Regions from separate parts of the Gossypium arboreum genome. Here region 1 is linked to region 2. Evidence: chromatin contacts called from public Hi-C data. All regions are on one chromosome and are shown on one strand. The core of a region is the stretch at or near the end of the contact, and the rest is flanking DNA. Distances in the headings are between cores, read along the strand shown. Region 1 holds the start of LOC108463937. Region 2 holds the start of LOC108463873 (ATP-dependent DNA helicase homolog RECG, chloroplastic).

Region 1 (3,861 bases), core at 211-2,710, 170 kb after region 2:
AAGGTTTGTTAGTGTAGCTTTAAGAAACTTCATTAGATTCAGAACATTTAGCCTCTTGTAAAAATTCTAATTGAAGTGCTGCAATTTGTTTCTCAAAAAGAATGGTTTTGTTTCAAGGCTCATAATCAGGCTGAGGATCTTGTAAAATCTCATCATCATTATGCCCTTTCTTATCATTATAGATAGTTAATTGTGATTTATTTTTTAATTCTGTCAGAAGGAGGTAATTCATCCTCTTTGACATCATCTTTTGCTACATGCAACTCCGTGATCAGTTGCTCATTGCAGGCATTATGTTGATCTAACAAGTGTTAACGTTCCTACTGTTCCTGGAATTAACACTGTCGAGCCAAGAGACACATCTTTTCTTGCATCTTAGCAACATGGTGCTAGGAACTCAGTAGATATTATTGTTGGGAATTCTGATATGGGAGCATGGCCACGGTAGTAGGTTGATATTGCGAGGCTAAACAAGTGAGGATTTATTTTAAGAGATCATCTTTGGGGTCTTGTAGGGTGACAAGAGAGGATGGCATGTTAGGAATTGAAGGCGATGCCATAGTGGCAAGATTAATTGAGGGAGTATTAAGGGTATTTAGGAGTTGTGTGAGGGCTTTCATGGTAGTCATGGTTGAGCGATTCGATGTTTTGGGTTGGGTTAAAGAAAGTTCAATGTTTTTGATATCGTCGCCATTCATTAGACTGGAGAAATTGCAGGGTCAGTGTCAATGTTTGTTAATGAGGTTGTGGGTAACATCATTCTCATTTTGAGACATTTTGTTCTGTTTACGCTCACCGCACCAATTATTGATACAAAGTATAACAAGGGAGGAAGACATGTGGAATAAGGAGATCAAGGTGATGTAGTGGAGGTTGGTTCAGCTGTAAAGGCTGAGACCCGAAATAAAGACAATAAGATAGGTTGATTGAAAAGATGAATGCTCAGAGTAACTCTAGGGAATAAAAATGGTCGATCCCTTACCCATAGTTTTCTAGGGTATTTATAAGAAAAAGTCTCCTTATCCATCTCGTTAAATGCCTAATGAATATTCATGGACACGTATTATGAGATTCTATCATTATGATGTAATTAAACCTAAATAGGCTCATTATTGCCTTGAAAGTGTGTTCACATTATGATAACGCTCTCCTATGAACATAGATGATAGGTTCTGTTTGAAGTGGGCCGAATAGTTGTGCTCAGAGAGTCAATATAGAATCAACAATATCTTTTGGGCTTGACATATGTATTTTTGGGGAGAAGAGTATAACAAGGATGTTAGATAAATTTTCGCCAAGTTAAATAAAAAATAATCTTGATGGAGCTGAATTTTGTAATCAAAATTTACACAAAATTAGAAAATAAATTTCATTTTCTTTTATTAAATTAAACTGAATAATTTGATTTAATTAAACATTTTCAAACTCGAAATTTAAGAGTTTTTAGTATAAAAACAGTTGGAAAAAGAGAGTAATTTTAAGGCAGTGCGCGTGGTTACACGGTTTCAAACAACAGCCGCAGTACATGTTCGATAGAATGTCTCTACAATAAAAGAGTTCCTTCCTAGAAATACTTGAAAATTTCAGAGGCAACCATGATGCTCTATAATCTTCTCGACGGCGTCAAAGAAATTCTGAAGATTCAAAAGTTCCGAAGAATTGTGTCATACACTGGATTCTATTGCTTTGTTGCTGTTTTGAGCTACGCTTATACAAACAACACGTACATTCAATTGTTAGATTTTGTGGATTTTTATCATTTTTTAGCGTTTTCTTTTAATTGCTTTGCTTCTACGTTTATTTTGCAGAACTAGAGCTGGGTATTCGAGGGCTGATCAATTCTATGCTTCTTATCCTGCTGGAACCGAGCTTTTAACTGACACTGCTAAGGTACCCTCTTTTATTCTCTAGTTTTATTGCTTTCCCATCATTTTAATTTCATATTTGGTTGACATTTGATTGTTTCTTGGTTTGGATAGTTATATAAAGCGGCATTAGGCAATTGCTTTGAATCAGAGGAATGGGGTCCGATTGAGTTCTGTATCATGGCTAAACACTTCGATCGTCAGGGGAAATCACCATATGCCTATCATTCGGTAAGTTACACATTGCTATTATGTATGTTTCATGTGTGCACGCATTCTTTTAATAACCTACTTAGGATTTTTTCCTGGTATGCAAGATTAGGTTTTTTTTTTTCCTCCCTGTTTTACATGGTAGTTGAAACCTTAATTAGAATTGCGCTTTCTGTCTCTGCATCATTCAAGCATGATTTGGTTGTTTCTTTTTTATGTTGATTCTATGAAAATTTGAAGTAATTGCTTCAAATTGAACTGTACAAGTATCCTTAAGTGTAATTTTTGCAATATTTCCCGATTTCTGCTGATCCTAATTTAGAAAATAGTTTGTTCCCAAAAATGTCATGTAGAACAATCTACCATTACTTCCTGATCCTATTTCAAACAGACCTCTATAAAATGACTGATCAAACTTAAATTTCTTGTGATAATTAAAGCAAGTTGCAACCAGAATAAAACGGTGGTAAAGAGGGTCACAAGATGAATTCTAGAAAGGTGCTTGCTTAGAATTCTCTCTGTATGTTGAGATAGTACCGGTCAGCAGTCCAAGTTGGGTTGAGTGGAGTTACTTCTTTCATTTGCATACCCACGATACTTGTCTTCTTGTTCTTCTCCACCTTTTACCATATCAACCTTCCTTATCCATAAAGAGGAGTTGGTTAACCACAGGGCACCTAGGCACTTTTTCTTGGACAGTAACTATCTGGTCGTTTATCACTCTCTGGGATTGAAGGGACTGTGATTACAGGCAAGATTATATTTGATTTTCGTATCATCCAAGTACTGTCGTACTGAATGGGAGGAAAACACCACATTGATGCAACTAGGTTAACTATACTGTTTAAGGGGTGTAACTAAGTGGTTTCAGCCTATATTAATTTTCCCTCTCAGATGGCCTTATTTGTATTTGCTTAACAATTTCCTCGTTTTTGACACAATGGTTTATCTTCTAAATCCCTTTCTTTCAAATAGGGATAGAATTGCACTCTGATACACCTAGAAAGGATAGACATCACTGAGTGCTGTTGTTCGGCCTTAAATCCACTCATACCTTCCCCCATGGATTTACATCAATGAAATTGTCTTGTACTCTTTCCTTCAATGTTCCAGTTTGTTTATAACTCATAATAATTTAAATAGAAATCCTCTGCTATGACTGGATGGTCGATGCTTTTGTTCTTTGCTTTTTTCGCACAAGGAGAGGCAAACATATTATAGTAAAAAACAAATAGCAACGGCATAAACCAATAGCCTATACTGCTATGGAGGCAAGCAAACCAAAAAGAAAAATGGAAACTCATAACCTGTATCTGAAAATCGACCCATGCATCATCCTTTTGACCATTTTACTTGCTAAGATGTCATCTTTTTATGTAATGCATCGCTTGTAGAAAACTTCTGGTCCTTTTGACTTGATACAAATTGGATGACTTTTTAAATTTTGAGCTTTTGGTCAATGCTATCTAATTCTGATGTTATCTGGTTGCAGCAATACATGGCCCACCTCCTTTCTCATGGTCAACTAGATGGAAGTGGCTAGAAGGCTTTTAAGTACGAGATAGGGAATTCACTGCTAGATGAGCAGAGGAAATTCACTGCTAGATGAGCAGAAGCGTATTAGTACCCTACAAGTGAAATGGTCCGAACTATATTTAGACTACCATAATTTGCACCATAAAGCATTGACTTTAATGTTTTCTGATACGTGAATGTCATCTTTCTCTCTCGTATGAATTTGTTGAACTTTACCGAGAAACATCACATCAATATATACAAATCTCAA
Region 2 (3,900 bases), core at 41-2,540:
AGAGAGACAAAGAGCATAATAGAATTTCTAATTTGGCCCATCTGAATCAGATTTGAATGAATTTTAGGATCACTAGATTTGGAAGTAGTTAAGATTTTGTGTTAAGAGAATATGGTTGAATAACATAATTCACTTTCAAAGCAAAAGAATTCAGAATTTGAACTCAACAGTTACCTTCCAACCTATGAGTTCAACCATGTAAATTTACAACTAAAGAGATGAATTTCTTTAACTTGGCAGTATTACCACTAGTCATTTATCCTACTGGGCTTTTCACCTGTTATCGTACTCTTACATACAGTAGCCTCTCAAATTTTCCACATGCACAACGATACATGTAATATTATTCATCATTCTTCTAATCCCGACCCAATCTTACAACTCCTACTCTGGCTACTTCATAGCAGAATCTAAAACAACAATAATCTGAATAGACATAAAAAATAATAATAATAAAATAAAAAACTCTTGCTTTAATCATTCATTTAAAGCAAAAGAGAATCGTGGTACTGTACCACGGTACATGAAAGCACGCTTGAGACAGTCAGTGCCATGTGAAACAAACTTACTGCACCAAAAGAACATGCCTAACTCATCAAAGCATATACAATCCTGCAAGACGGCATTTGAGTTAGAATCCAGGGAATACAATCAACTGCCACAACCCATACAAAAATGAAAACATAAACATTGGGATTTAAAAGACTTGGGTTTCTTTCAATTCATAATTTTTTTTTCAATACAAGTCCACCATTTCCAGCTTCAGCTGGGGAAGGAATTTGAAGTTGTGAGAACTGAACCAACGGAGAGAGAGGGGGGAGATCTAACTTGGCAGCTTGTTTACAAGCAGTTTCCGAGAAATCAAAGATGGGAGATGTAAACGAAAACCAATTTGGAAGATAAATATGGACTGAGATTAGGCAATTACGACGCTCCTCACCTGGATTTCTAACAACAAGATTTCTTTTGTATGTAGATGCGAATGCCTTCAGTGGCTGGGAATCTAAAGGAATTTGAAATAAAAAGTACATAAACATAGACGCCAGTTACAAGAGAGTAAAGAGTTTGGAAGAAACACTCAAACAAACAAAGCTTCCATTTCGAGTCTGAATGACATGCTTATGTTGGGCCGGAAACTGCTACTACTTGCCTCATAGAGATGTTCCACTCCTTTTGGGCTTTTGCTCTTCCTGCCTTGCCTTGCTTTGCCTTGCACTGCTCTTTAATTTTTCCCTGATAATTCGGATTCATTCAAAAGCTTCCTTTATTGGTATATAATCATAAATTTAGTTACTAATTTTCAACTCTTTTATCACATTTTCTCTAATTTTTTATTGTTTTACCTCTTTTTAACTTTTTTATATAAAAAATAACTTAAAACTATTAACATTTTATGGCATTAATATAATAGTCTGCTGAGCACTTTATATATATATTATTGTGGATATAGATAATTTATTTTAAAATTTTGAACTTTTATTGCTTTTATTTTTACCAAGGATACGGGAATTACTACATAAAATAATATGTCTTTAAAATTGTAATAATCCAATCAATTTTCTTTTCTAACAAAAAAATTAATTTTTCTTTGAAGAAAAGTAAATTAACTAAATTTTAAAAGTTTAATAACTTTCTTCGTTTCCAAGTAAACAAAGTAAAAGAACAAGTCATAAACCTAAAAGGGTCTGCTACCCTAGCACGCAATTGTCTGCCGCCGCTAGCATGAGTTCTTAGGTTTTTTCTTGTTTTTAGTATTTGTTTTGTCTTTTAGGTACAACCAGTGTCTTTAAGTCTGTTTATTTCTACGATTGGAGTGTGGCGATCGTATCCTGGCCTTCAAACCTGTATTCATGGAAATTGAATTAGCACAATTATCATTAAATGAGAAAGAAGAAGAAATATTACAGATCCAGGTAGATCCAAGCACGGAAAGAATAGTGGAAGAATTTCAACTTGTGGGATGTTTCCTAACAGCCAATATAATTCACTTCCCAGCCATGAAAAGCACTATGGCTAATCTGTGGCATCCTGTTTGTGAGGTTCAAATTCGAGATCTGGGGGGAAAAAAGGTATCTTTTTCAGTTCTTTCATGGTAAGGATATGGAGAAGGTTTTGAAAGGTTCACCTTGGGCTTTCAATAATCATTTGTTGATATTTTATAAATTGAAAAGGGAAGAGGATCCATTAAGAGTACCATTAATTTTTCCCCTTTTTGGGTACAAATTCATGACATCCCAATAGGATTATTTTATGAAAATTTAGCAATATAACTAGGCAATTTTATAAGGGCTTTCTTGGAATATGATGGTTCAAATCTTGGAAAGGAAAATCATAATTACATGAGTGTAAGGGTACAGATTGACATTAGGAGGCCTTTGAAAAGAAAGAAGCAGGTTATGTGGGGCGGAAGATGCTCATATGTTAAATTTCAATATGAACGTTTATCACTTTTTTGTTTCTATTGCGGACATTTGGGGTATAGTGGCTCATTCTGTGAGGCAAAAATGATGTTAGGGATGGAAATTGCTGAATTGGGTTAGGATTTATCATTGCGAGCACAATCCCGAAGAGCTCTATCTATGAATAGTATATGGCTTCGGGATGAAGGTGAAAGAAAACAGGAAGGAGGTTGGAAGGATAATCGAGTTTTCGGGTTCAGATTATGGGATGAGGATAATAAAGACAGAAGTGGAAAAGCCATTGATATAATTCTAGGATTTAACATTGAAGGGGGATTATCATCTCTAGATCAACGAAAGGAGAATTCTTGGCCTGATCAAATGCAAACGGCTATGGAACATGATTTAGAAGATGGTATTTTAGTAGGAGAGGAAGGGAAAAAAAAAAACAGGGGGGAGATGGGAGACCTAGCAAGAAAAGAAGAGAGTGGTAATGCAATGACAATGAGCAAAAGAATGGTGGAACTTAATCTTTTATCATTGGCGGCTGCCGAGAGGCAAGCCAACTGGACGCAATGAAAATCATAAGTTGGAATGTCCGTGGTTAGGGAGACCACGGACGATTAAAAGACTTCGGCATTTGCTGAAGATATATAATCCCCAAATAGTCTTCTTTATGGAGACAAAGCTTAGTAGACGACAGATGGAATCGTTCGTAGAAGTTGTGGTTTTGCGAATGGTATTGAAGTTGACCCAGAAGGTACAAGAGGAGGATTGTGTTTAGCATGGAGGTTTGATTTTAATATAACGCTCCGTAAATTTTCTAAGAGGCATATTGATGTGGTAGTTGCAGATAAGGAAGAAGGAACCAATTGGAGATTTACGGGATTCTATGGATCCTCTTATGCGCAAGATAGGAATGATTCATGGGTTGTTTTGAAAGGCTTAGCTAATGACGTAGACATCCCTTGGTTCGTTTGTGGAGATTTCAATGAAATTATGTATGGATTCGAGAAAAAATGAGGACTACCTAAAGATGAAAGAAGGATGGAACTCTTTCGAAGAACACTAGAGGAATGTAAACTGAACGATATGGGCTTTTACAGTAATTGGTTCACTTGGGAGAGAGGTAATTTACTGGAGACGAACATCCAAGAACGATTAGACAGAGGAGTCACCAACATAGAATGGATTACTATGTCCCCGGAGGTGAAAGTCCAACATTTAGTGCATTCGTTTTCTGATCATTGCCCTCTTCTCATTAATACAAGAATGAGTGAAGAACATTTGAGGAACAATACTTTCAAATTTGAAGCCTGGTGGTCATTGGAGGAGTTTTTTGTTAATGAAGTTAAGTGTTTGTGGAAGAAGTCTTCAGGGGAGCTATTCCAGAAGCTGGAAAAGTTAAAAAAAAAGGCTTGAAGCAGTGGGCTAGGCATATTCAAATAAACAGGAAAAAGAAAAAATAGGTCCTTACTAAAAAATTAGCGAAGCTATCTGA

The links. A called contact is a pair of places that touch in the nucleus more often than the background predicts.
Region 1: a Hi-C map of leaf shows a contact between it and region 2, with 5 times the contacts expected there. The contact joins the promoter of LOC108463937 here to the promoter of LOC108463873 in region 2. A contact is called at or near these places in 2 of 5 Hi-C or Micro-C datasets (both in leaf).

What each region holds. Positions count from the first base shown.
Region 1 is chr3:28,359,118-28,362,978 of ASM2569848v2, forward strand. It overlaps LOC108463937, which reads left to right and starts at 1,461. Exons shown (of 4, transcript XM_017763952.2): 1 at 1,461-1,723; 2 at 1,809-1,890; 3 at 1,980-2,096; 4 at 3,568-3,861. The coding sequence starts at 1,596. The coding sequence ends at 3,618.
Region 2 is chr3:28,189,090-28,192,989 of ASM2569848v2, forward strand. It overlaps LOC108463873 (ATP-dependent DNA helicase homolog RECG, chloroplastic), which reads right to left and starts at 1,291. Exons shown (of 18, transcript XM_053025631.1): 1 at 1,151-1,291; 2 at 516-612. The coding sequence starts at 554.